Linked DNA regions of Mus musculus: all the other regions are linked to region 2. A link is a contact called in public HiChIP or PLAC-seq and Micro-C data. All regions are on one chromosome and are shown on one strand. The core of a region is the stretch at or near the end of the contact, and the rest is flanking DNA. Distances in the headings are between cores, read along the strand shown.

Evidence for each region. A called contact is a pair of places that touch in the nucleus more often than the background predicts. HiChIP or PLAC-seq counts read pairs in DNA pulled down with a chosen protein or histone mark.
Region 1: an H3K4me3 HiChIP or PLAC-seq map of embryonic stem cells shows a contact between it and region 2, with 14 read pairs. The contact joins the promoter of 5031439G07Rik here to the promoter of Arhgap8 in region 2. A contact is called at or near these places in 3 of 39 promoter capture datasets (the 3T3-L1 cell line, the C10 cell line and liver), 1 of 15 datasets of contacts at CTCF or cohesin (the NIH/3T3 cell line), 10 of 115 datasets of contacts at active chromatin or transcription factors (craniofacial prominence, embryonic basal ganglia, embryonic stem cells and 3 more) and 2 of 9 other capture datasets (adipose tissue and liver).
Region 3: an H3K27ac HiChIP or PLAC-seq map of trophoblast stem cells shows a contact between it and region 2, with 4 times the contacts expected there. The contact joins the enhancer-like site here to the promoter of Arhgap8 in region 2. A contact is called at or near these places in 6 of 39 promoter capture datasets (the 3T3-L1 cell line, 3T3-L1-derived adipocytes, hippocampal neurons and 2 more), 1 of 484 Hi-C or Micro-C datasets (cerebral cortex), 4 of 115 datasets of contacts at active chromatin or transcription factors (kidney, large pre-B cells, pancreatic cancer cells and 1 more) and 2 of 9 other capture datasets (embryonic stem cells and liver).
Region 4: a contact with region 2 is called in a Micro-C map of embryonic stem cells, with 1.7 times the contacts expected there. The contact joins the enhancer-like site here to the promoter of Arhgap8 in region 2. A contact is called at or near these places in 1 of 39 promoter capture datasets (the 3T3-L1 cell line), 2 of 484 Hi-C or Micro-C datasets (B cells and embryonic stem cells) and 1 of 115 datasets of contacts at active chromatin or transcription factors (pancreatic cancer cells).

What each region holds. Positions count from the first base shown.
Region 1 is chr15:84,986,667-84,989,366 of GRCm38.p6, forward strand. It overlaps 5031439G07Rik (RIKEN cDNA 5031439G07 gene), which reads right to left and starts at 1,305. Exons shown (of 10, transcript NM_001033273.3): 1 at 943-1,305. The coding sequence starts at 1,006. Gm39558 (a long non-coding RNA gene) reads left to right here and starts at 1,369. Exons shown (of 4, transcript XR_875533.1): 1 at 1,369-1,466; 2 at 2,489-2,700.
Region 2 is chr15:84,718,712-84,721,411 of GRCm38.p6, forward strand. Arhgap8 (Rho GTPase activating protein 8) reads left to right here and starts at 1,341. Exons shown (of 12, transcript NM_001164628.1): 1 at 1,341-1,396. Gm20556 (predicted gene, 20556) reads right to left here and starts at 1,555. Exons shown (of 3, transcript NR_040347.1): 1 at 1,280-1,555; 2 at 1-435.
Region 3 is chr15:84,269,196-84,271,941 of GRCm38.p6, forward strand. Parvb (parvin, beta) reads left to right here. Exons shown (of 13, transcript NM_133167.3): 2 at 2,036-2,125. Among named protein-coding and RNA genes, the nearest start is that of Gm33723, 31 kb to the left of the region's middle. Within about 2 kb of position 1,491, at least 13 of the 459 cell types and tissues checked have an H3K27ac peak or open chromatin away from gene starts, as enhancers often do. A contact at or near this core is called in 3T3-L1-derived adipocytes, where this site is marked.
Region 4 is chr15:84,411,235-84,414,092 of GRCm38.p6, forward strand. The region is part of intron 3 of Shisal1 (shisa like 1); the gene reads right to left. Among named protein-coding and RNA genes, the nearest start is that of Gm46527, 18 kb to the right of the region's middle. Within about 2 kb of position 1,442, at least 130 of the 459 cell types and tissues checked have an H3K27ac peak or open chromatin away from gene starts, as enhancers often do. A contact at or near this core is called in embryonic stem cells and pancreatic cancer cells, where this site is marked.

The DNA of each region.
Region 1 (2,700 bases), core at 55-2,554, 270 kb after region 2:
CTCCCGGGCGTGGCCTACCAAGGGACCCTGAGTTCCAGGTGTTACCCTCTCCCTCTGCTACTGTGGTCCTACCAGGGTACCAGGGTACACTTCCACTTTGGAGCACTGACAGGATCTAGAAGGCTGTTACTTCCCTCAAAGAGAACTCAAGCCCTGACAGGGAGGTGGGGGTGAGGGGACACAACATAGAATGAAGTCATTCCTTACATGAAGAAGGGAGGGGTCTTTTTTTTTTTTTTTAGAGAAAATGACAAGCCCAAGATTATAGGGGAGGGGGTTTCTGCCACATGGTTCTGGGCAAATGTATCAGTTATGCATTACCTCACATCCAAGACGACCCCACCCACACCTCCCAGGCCCTTTCAAACAATGAGACACCCCCACCCCACCCAGCAGCTGAATGACTCCTTAGACCAGAATCACACCCGGAGAGGCTGTAGCAAATCCCTGATTCCAGTGCTAAGTAGGTGGGTCAAGGGGCAGAGGCCCAACAGGTCCCTTGTAGAGCTAATGGACAAGAGGACCTTTAGGTGCAGAAAGACAAAGGCTACAGCAATCAAGAGCCGCGGTCTTCCATGTGGGCTGGGGAATGTGGTCAGGGCACACTGCCTTGAACTCTGAACTCAAGGGCCTCCCAAAATCTCACGCCCACACTCCCTGCAGCAGCAGTGGGGCCCCCAGATCTTCCAGGAGAAGGAAGAAGAGTTAAGGAACCACGAAGAGGAAGAAGGAGCTGGGACAGATATCCTGGCGGTCAGAGGAAGATAGGGACGCGGAGACACAAGGATCGGGGTTCTGTGGTACCAAAAAGACACTGAGACTTGGGGTCCCGAAAGACAGAGCCCAGGGCGGTGGGGATGCACGGAGGGCAAGGAGCACAGGGGGACTAGCGGAGGTGGACTCGCGCGGACACTCACGCGCGCGCCCGTCCCCGTCACTCACCCAGGCCGCAGACCTCACGGCGCAGGCTAAGGCGTCCGCGCTCCTCGGCTATGGCGCGCAGCATGTGCTGCAACGAGCGCTCCTCCGCTTCGCTGCTGTCCACGGACTCCCGGGAGGCGGCCGGCCCAGCCCGGAGCCCCGCGGGCGCGGACGCCGAGGCACAGGCCCTGCCCGGCGGCCGCGCGGAGGCCATGCCGGGCCCCGGCTCATCGCCCGCGCCGCGCCCGCGGGGGCCACCGACACGCCCCGCCGCCCGTGCCCCGCTGCCGCCCGCCGCGAGCACCAGTGAAGCCACAATCCGCTTTTGTGTGCGTCGCCGCCGCCGCCGTCGCCACCGCCGACCTCGGAGCACAGCGGAGCACTGCGATCCTCAGCTCCGCCACCGCCCGCCCGCGCGCGCTCGACACCGCCCAGGCCCCACCCCCGACGCGGGCCCGCCCCCAAACCCGCCCTTTCCCCGCCCCCGACACGCAAAGGCCCTGCCTCATACTCCTAAAACTCCGCCCAGATCTCTGGGCAAGGCGGTGAGTCGTCCCTGGTCCTGGCCCCGCCTACTTCCTTGCGACCAGCTGCTGCCAACTTCAAAAGCCCATCGCGTCCTCGCTCCAACCTGTCGCGTGACGTTCTCGTCATCTCATTCCCACACCTTCCTTGGCCTGCTGACCTTCCCTGCTGCCCGTGTTCCCCAACCCTGAGTCCACTTTCTCCCGCCCCCCGCCCCCCCTCCAGTAGAGTCACGCCTCTGAGCCGCCCCCTCTGCGCCTCACTGATTTTGCGCTTTGTCACCGCCCTGTGCATTCCCTGAAGCCTCCAGCACACCAGCTCTGCTTATTTCTGTCTGAACCTTCCAAGTAGGTTCTGCTAAAAACTTGCTTCACAAAACTCAACAAGAAGTTACCACCTCCTTTCGGAGGTCTCCTGGGACGCCTCAGTTTCCTCTGCTGAACACTTAGGAAAAGGGGTCAGAGAGTTGCTTCCTGTCTTAGCTCCTGTGCTGACTAGAGGCCAGAGGTGGATCAGATCAGCTTGCATGTGATCCTAATTAAAGGCCAAGGTCCAGCTGGGCATCCATCCCTGTGCTAAAAGAGGAAGATGCAGGGAGCAGCCGCCAGAAGCCACGTTCTGAACTCACTCGGTGGTCCTTTCCCAGGACCAGGGTAGGTGACCATGCACTGCTGGTCTCAGCCAGTTACATTTCCAGTGTCAAATTCTCACAATCATGCTAAGCATAAAGTTCTGTCTGCCCCGACTCTTCTTCACCCTGTCTGGGATACCCTTCTCCTAGTCTCCTGTCTCCTTTGGATCCCAGTGTCCTCCAATACATTTCCTCAAAAACAAACAAACTATATCTTGCCTGCCTCCTGTTCTATTATTCCTAGGCACAGCATCCTTACCACTCCCCTGACATCACACTGCATAGCTGTAGGAGGCGTCTCAGAAAACCAGCCCCTTTCCCTTGGGCTTCCCAGTCCTCAGAATGGTTTAAGCCTCCCGTCTGTGACATTGCACCATGGCAGCTCTAACTAAGACACTGTGTATTCCTCAGGCCTGGCTTCTGACAACTGTATTCCCAGCGCCCAATAAATGCAGGCTGTGTGATGGAGACTGGAGAGAGGCCTGCTGAGGAAGATTGTCTCTAAGGAAGGTGGGGTGGGACCACAAGGTGTGGAAACCACTCCAGAGCAGGAAATTGGCAGCTTTGGCATACTGTTCAAGCCTTACCTGGGATTTGTACCGCTCCCCTGAGATGCTCAGGGT
Region 2 (2,700 bases), core at 91-2,590:
TCTTCTGTCACAGGGCTTCAGCTGTGTGTTCAGCAAAGGTCAGTGGGCATGGTTTCGACTTTCACTAAGCATCCACAGTGAGCCAAGCTTCCCCCACGAGGGTAGAGATGGTAGATGCAGCAAGCCATGTTTTCTCTTTCTCCCCATCCAGTAAGGTCCATCAGATCCACTGGAGGAGCCTGCCCTCCGTGGGGCCTGTGCTGGTTGGCTGAGACCCAGTTATTTCCAGAAACTGGAGATGGTGGTTTCTGTTGATTGTCCCCTGAAGTCACAACACCCTCTAGAGGTGAGTGATGTCTCAGCTGCTCTCTTAGCTGCTCCACAAATGTTCCCTAGGGCCATGATCCCTTCAGCTGGCTTGTGGAGCTGCCTCATCTACTGGGAACACTTCGAGTGGAGTTCTGTGTGAGAATCTTCAGAAAGGGGCCTCTGAGCCTGTGTGGAGACAGATGGACCAGTGAGGAAGAGGCTAGGAGATCACCAACTTCACCCACCCCCTACCTTGTCCCTGCTTTCTGTGCCCCTGCCTTCCTTCCAACCTGGGTTCAGTCCCCTTTGGTCCCCTGGGGTCAGCATGTGGTACAGTGACATACTTTGTAGGTGCTCTTGGGGCTTGAGAGTGGACCACACATAGAATATGAGGAGGACTCGAGTTTGGACCGCACCATTGGAAGAATGAGATGAGGAGGAGTTGGGAGGCCGTAGTATGTCCCTGCATAGGCTGGGTATCCAACACAGCTAGGAGCCTGAGCTTGGGGTTAGGGTGAGAGCTGAGATCATTCAAGGCCGTTAGGTTGGTGGACAACAGGTAGAGGCAGGAGATGAGGTGTAGCCGGAAAGAGGTGCAGGCTCTGCGTGAAGTCCGGAAGCTTGGAGGCAGAAGTCCACGCTTTGGTAAAACCACCTACGTGCCCCCACCTCTGGTCTGTTCTCCCTAGGTCACCAAGGCCTCTTTGTGCTTAGAGGCAAGTCATAGGGTTGTGGGAGTGGTTTTGAACCATAGCTACGAAGGGCTGGAGACTCAGAAGGGAAGGGACAGCGACACCCCGACACCCCAAGGGCAGAGGCAGCAGACAGAGAGCCCCGTACCCGCACCGAGGTCAGGCCTGGGAGAGCAGGTCGGACGCTTGGAGACGCGGGCTGTGTTTTCCAACTCAGCACAGATCTCCTGTTTCCCCTCTCACCAGGCGCATCTCAAATGCGGGTAAAAGTGAGGGCTAGCAGCTGCTGAGGGCCAGCGTCCCGTAGCTCCCTCCCGCCTAGAGTTAGAACCACCTACCCTGGTCCCGCCCACCCTGGGGACTCCCGGCTGTGCGCTCTGACATTGGGCGGGGCCTGTTGGGGAGGGGCCTGTCCGGGGACGGGCCAGGTGTGTGGCTGGCGTTGCAGAGACCAGGTGAGGTGCTCGGTGGTCCGGTGAGTCCCCCCCTTGGGGACCTGCTCGGGTGGGAAGGCGCGGCTCCTATCCCTGGTCCTGGCCTCTTCCCGTCCCAACTTCTCCTGGGTGTCCCTCTACTCCCCACCTTGTCCCCGCTTTCTGTGCCCCCTGCTTTTCTTCCGACCCAGGTTCGGTCCCCTTTGGGCCCCCGGGGTCAGCACATGGCAGTAGCCCCTCGGCTCCCGCACCAAACCTGAGCGCATCATGGTGGCATCTTTCCCGCCTAACAGGTGGCAACACTGAGGCCAGGGCGGATGCTGAACTCGCACTTGGGGCCCGAGACTGGGGTCTGTCTGGTCACGTTGTCACACTGGGTGCAACTCCCAAGATTTATAGGCCGCGGGCCTGGGAAGTCCCCACTTAGGTAAGGCAGACTGCTGCGGGCTTCTTTCACTTTCCCAAACCTGGCAAAGGCCTCCCGAGAATTCGAGAATTCTTAAGAGGGAGGTGCAGTCAGTGTAGCTAGCTGCCGAGGCCCTGCTAGGGGAACTGCGGAGGCCACTGGGGGGAGGGGTGGCATTCCTTAGTTCTTTTGGCTGGTGTGGGGAAAGGGCCTGGCGGTCCCAGGTTCTGCTCTGGGACTAGATTCTAGTGCGCGCGCTGTCAGCCAGTCAGGGCGAACTTGGTCGAAGTGAGAACTCAGTACGCCTCGGAAAGTAAGCAATCTTCATTGGCCTCTGTTGTTTCAAGATATGTTTATGAGTTCCTTGTAGAATGCCCCGCCAAACCCTTCCCCGAGTCAGAACCGGGATGGAGGAGGGGGCAGGTAACTGGAAGTCTGAGTCCAGCTGTTCCCAGAGGTCAGGTCAGCCTCTTGTCTGTTCTCAGCTCTCGGGAGCCCAGAATAAGCTCTCCGTGGTCGAAGCCAGGGGGTGTGGGGACTTTTGTGGAGGACGCTGCAGTAGAGCTGGAAGATGGGGTGGGAGTTAAGCAGGTGGGTGTGGCCCTAGGTTGCTGGGTGGTCCAGAAGAAGTCTAAATGGGTGAGCCCCGGGTATGTACTTGAATCCGCTAACAGTAAAGTGCAACTTTGGAGAACTGTGTAAGGTTGGGGGTTTCCTGTCAATGAGGGGCATAGAGGTGGCCTCAGTTAAAGAGAACAGCAGGATGTAACTAAATTAGTAGAACCTCTGCCTAGAATACACAAAGCCCTGGGTTTGTTTCCCTGAGACACATAAACCAGGTGTGTGGTGGCCTGAGGCTGTAATCCCAGGACTTTTATCAGATTGAGGACAAAAAGCCATCTATGGCCACATAGTTGTT
Region 3 (2,746 bases), core at 241-2,740, 450 kb before region 2:
TCACAGAACATTTGTGTTGTTTATCGCTTTTGGCTGTTGTGAATATCATGGCCTTGAACATGGGTTTACAAGAGGGTGTCCTTTTCCAAAAAAACCCTGAACATCTACATCTTTGATGATGTTAGGAGTCAGCATCTGTCCTTTGGAGGCAGAGGACGGGTTGTCCCCAGAGTTGCATCCACAGTCGTGCCAAGAGCCTGTTGTGTGTCCTGTTCCAAGCTGGGTACTGGTGTTCTTCAGCCTGTCTGGAGACCTAAGAGAACAAACAGGAAACACCACCTGAGGCAGTAGGTCAGAGGGCTTAACCGGACTGGCTTGGGGTCTCCCAGGCAGCAGGGCAGGGGCTCCTGTCCCGAAGCCTTTGTGGTATTCATGACACTGTCCCTATCACCTGCTGTTGTGGGTGCTGGGTGACCAACACATAAGGTGCTAAAGCGTTGAGGTGACTGGTATTCCGGGAAGAATTTAGAGGGGTTGTCTCTGTATAAGTTCCACTGGGAAATCACAAAGTCGTGGGACACTTGGCCCTGGAGAGATCTCCTCAGGCAAGATGTGTGGTCAGCAAGTGACAGCTCTCTCTCTCTCTCTCTCTCTCTCTCTCTCTCTCTCTCTCTCTCTCGGCTGTAAGAAGTGGCAGGTGGTGACCTGTCTCTGTCACCTCTGGATCTGGGGGGCTAGAGTCTGGAGACTGAAGTCCAGTGGTATAGAAGCCATTATTTCTGGTTTCAGGGCTTCAGATTAGGTGTGGGGTGTGTGTGTGTGTGTGTGTGTGTGTGTGTGTGTGCTAGAGATTTATGTAAGCAGAAAAAAGCCAAGCCCTGCATCTGTACAGGCTCTTGTGTCACATTGGGTTGCCCCCCCCCCCCCGCCCCCATGGCTGTGACCAAGGGCCATCAGAGTTTCTGCAGAGATGAAGAGCTCCTGTGTGGTGCCATAGGACTGGGGTACACACTGACTGAACCCCATAACTACTCCCTACCCCAGCCTATAAACCTACTGCTCATGTGCAGTTAGCAGTCTCTGGGCCCATAGACTGTCAGCATGGAATCTGGGCTCGCTTCCTTAGTCTGTTCTTTTTCCTACTGGCCCTGATCCCAGTCCTGTTACCTTCTATAGAGATTTAAGATCTTAGGAGGAAGCGCGCCTGTCCAGGGGCCAGGAGAGACAGAGATGGTAATAAAGATTTCGTGACTTATCACCAGGAGCCCATGTGTGTATATACCTGCAGAGTTTGTAGAGAATCTGGGGAGAGGGAGGGCTGTGGACCATGCCTTTGCTGGGTTCAGGTCATGGTCCAAGCAGACTTCCGTGCAGGCCCAAGTCTCAGCAAGTGAGGGCTGGTTGTTATGAATCTGTGGTGTCCAGGTGGAAAGTGAGGCGAGAGGCGACATCCAGGCTGTCTGTGGATGGATGACCTCTGGGAGGTTAACTATTCCCAGGGCAGAGAGCTGAAAGGGTTGTGCCCAGCTGGGAGGAGGCATGTGTCCAGCTGAGCTGGCTTCAGGTCTGAGACTCTAGCCTGTTTAAAAATAGATTCGAGGAAAGTGCAGGATGTAAGAGTTCACCGAATCTTCATCAGACTTCTGTCCCAAAGGACATGGCACACTTTAAATTCTGATCACCCATGTATGCAAGTGGGCCTGTTTACACCTCGAGTCTAGATGTCCCCCCACCCTCGGGACAGCTCTGCCCGAGAGAGATGGAACTTCCATCCATCTTCTGGGGTCTAAGCCTTGTCTACCAAAGAAGCCTCAGGCAGGTCTGGAAACCATTAGAAACAACCAGAAGCTTCTGGAAGCTTCCATGTCTCAGTCACATGTTCTAAAGAACAGTGTGGACGGACTGGTCACGATTGGGAGGCATCAAGAGCTGCTTGATGTCAAGAAAAATGGCAGGTGTTCTGGGCTGGGAATACTTTCCCCAGCCTCTCTGGGCTGCCCAACATGAAGGAATGCCAAACAAGTGACATGTTCGACACATGGGACTTTTCTCTTGGGTTCCCTGCATACTGACCTGGTCTCTCTTTGCTCAACAGTGACTGACTTACAGGAAGAAGGCAAGAGCGCCATCAACTCTCCAATGGCCCCGGCTTTGGTGGACATTCACCCTGAAGACACCCAGCTAGGTACTGTGGCCACTTGGCATCCTTCGGTGTCTGTCCCTGGTGTGGCACCCCACATGGGTGGGTGGTGTTTGAGAACTGGAGTCTTATTCCAAGATCTCTAGGGAGAAGCCAGCTTCTGCCCCAGTCTTCCAGTGCAGATTTGATTGGCATCCAGGTATAGATGATTAGCATTGGGAACGTGGCTGGTTATCGTCACAGATCCAGGGAGTGGCTAAGCAGGGCTGAGCAAACAGTGGAGGAGACGGAGGAAGAGTTGGCTTGGTTACTGAGCTGAGGACTGGATAGATGACTCTAGGAGCTCCAGGCACAAGGTTCTGGCTTGAGATAGCTGATAGCTGGCCTAGAAGAAGAGGAAAGATGAGTATTGGCTCAGGGTGTGGACCCCAGTAGTCCCCTAGAGGAGGAGGCTAAGGGACAGCCTCCCCTGGAGGACAGTTTCCCTGGGACGAGTGGGCCTGTCTCAGTCAGGGTTTCTATTCCTGAACAAAACATCATGACCAAGAAGCAAGTTGGGGAGGAAAGAGTTTATTCAGCTTACACTTTCCACATTGCTGTTCATCACCAAAGGAAGTCAGGACAAGAACTTACACAGGGCAGGAACCTGGAGGCAGGAGCTGATGC
Region 4 (2,858 bases), core at 192-2,691, 310 kb before region 2:
AAGCCAGGTGTGGTGGTGCACACCTGTGATCACAGAGGAAGCCAGGTGTGGTGGTGCACACCTGTGATCACAGAGGAAGCCAGGTGTGGTGGTGCACACCTGTGATCCCCAGCACTCGGGAGACTAAGGAACAAGAATCTTGAGTTCATGGCTAGCCTGGGCTACAGAATGAGACCCTGTATCTAAACAATCACAAATAAAAATCACTGAGGACATCCTCAATAGGTCTAGGCACGGACAAGCAGGAAACCATGCCTAAAGTTACACTTCCAGGAAGAGGTCGGCTGGTGCAGTCATAGGTGGCACAGGTCTTGTGTTTAGTAACCTGGGAGGTGGAGCTCACTTGTATAAAAAACAATGTTATTTTCCTTGTCAAGGGATGTTCCAGTGGGGTGAGCTGCTGTCTCTTTGGGCCTAGCTGCTAATAGGCTTAACCAAAGAGCAGGACCACAGGGTCAAGAGGCAGCGTGTTGAACACAGACCCAGTTCGACCTAGTGGTCCGCCCAGATTCAGGCCCAGGAGAGCCAACTGCTCTGTTTTTTCTGGAGACCAATCTCCACACCTGCAGGCCCTCTTTCCTAGCCATCGCCTGGCATCCTGCCTCGGGAGAGAGAGAAAGAAAGAGAGAGACAGAGAGACACACAGAGAGAGCATACAGGTAGGCACAAGAGAGAGACAGAGAGACAGACAGAGTGAGTGAGACAGAGAGAGAGAGAGAGAGAGAGAGAGAGAGCATGCATGCAAGCACAAGAGAGACAGAGAGACAGAGAAACAGAAACAGAGTGAGACAGAGAGAGCATACATGCAAGCACAAGAGAGATAGAGAGACAGAGAAACAGAGATAGAGTGAGACAGAGAGAGAGAGAGCATGCATGCAAGCACAAGAGAGATAGAGAGACAGAGAAACAGAGACAGGGTGAGACAGAGAGACAGAGAGAGAGCATGCATGCAAGCACAAGAGAGATAGAGAGACAGAGAAACAGAGATAGAGTGAGACAGAGAGACAGAGAGAGCATGCATGCAAGCACAAGAGAGACAGAGAGACACAGAGAGACAGAGAGACACACAGAGAAAGCTGATTGCTTTCTCCTGTGGCTCTGAGCAAAGGTTCCCCCCTGACTTGTCAGGGACAAGACCAGTCTAGGAGGGGTGTAGGGTGCCTGGCTGGCCCTCCTTTGGCCCCTGGCTGCCTGCTGGGCTGGAAGCAGGCATCTTGCTGCGGTGGTGGAATTGGCAAAGCAGCCTCCTTTTCGCGTTCAGTGGCTTGCCTTCTTGCCAGGCAGCTGGAATCACCACACAACACTCTGTTCATCCAAAACACACAAATAAATAAGACCAGGTCACCAGCCCACCTCCTGCTGACTCACTGCGGTGGAGGAGGAGGAGCCTCTTGGGGGGCGGGGTGTCACACTGGCTTGAACCATTGGGCGGGGCCTGAGATTCTGGATCTCCAGCCTCAGGAGATGGGGCAACTTCCCTGGCTTCAGACAAGGCCCAGCCTCCTGCCCTGTGGCTGAATGACAGATCAAGGGTGTCTGTGTCCCCAGCCTCAACCCTTGCCAACTTGCTGGGGTCCAGGACAAGGGAACCTCATCCACATGTTTTTGGTCCCTCTCTTCTCCCTCCCAGAGAGTCTGAGGCTGAGTGAGTCAGGGTGGCTGTGACTTTGGTATGGCAAAGGTCCTAAATGGTAGTGAATCCACAAGTTGTCTCCATACGGTGAGTCTACCCTACAGTAACAGTGACTTTCTTTGGCCACATTTCAGGCTGTCATCCCGACTTCTGACTCCCAAAGATTCACCTCTTGTCACCTCTCTATAACTGAGTCCACCTGGAAGCCAACCCCTGCTATAGGTCCCTGGGCCTGGGTTCTCTCCACAAAGCCCCTGAGCCTGGAAACTGGACAGAAGGCTCCCACTGCCCCTCTGTGTGGCTTGATTCCCTCCCAAGCCACATTCTGGCTTTTGTGGACTGATCAGGTCCCCAGGGTCCTCGTCCCAATAGCTTGCTCTATGATACAAATGCCGCTTACAGCTTTCAGGATAGAATTCCTATCCCAACCAATTGGGAGTTCCTGCCTCTGGCTGGGAAGCCCCGCCCCTGGCTGAGAAGCCTTGCCCCTGGCTGGGAGGCCCCGCCCTTGGTTGAGAACCCCCCACACCACCCCACCCCCTGACCTTGTCTAGGAAGCCCTGTCCCACCTGGGAGGCCAGGCCTAACCCAGTCTCATCCATGTCCACTCCTCCTCTGCAAGGAGTCTGCCCAGAGTTACTCATTCCGACTTCACTTCTAGGTCTGGCTGCCTCGGCTCCCTTAGAAGGAGTGCTGGCTTGGTGGTGAGACAGCAGGGCCCAGCTGTATCACCCTACGGAGAGGGAGTATCAGGAAGATGGCTAGACGCTTGCTTACAAAGGAAGATGCCCTAGGTCAGCAGGCCCCACATCTGTCAAGGGACACTGGTGTCAGCGGGGTGGGTGTGGGTTGGTCCTTACATCTGACAGGTAGAGGCTGGAATAGTCCCGCCCAGGCCCAGGTGATCTCACAGTGAAGGAGGACCAGACCCTAACATCAGAGTGCCTTCCTGAGCCTCCCTCTAAGGTCTGCCTCTGCCAGAAGACTCTCCAGAGTTCCTAAGGTGGGGTCTCCAGAGCCCTAGGATGTCTGAGATTCCCCACTGTTCTCCTGTGTCAAACCAGCTAGCTGTGGCTGTGAGTCCCTGTGACCAGCACGGCAGGATAGACAGCACAGAGACTCACAGATGCCTTGTCCCGCCTGGAGTGCTTCCGAAAGCCAAGGATTAAAAACTCAACGAAGCTTCAGAGCATCACCATTCCCACTCCCTCTGGGGGAAGGCCCT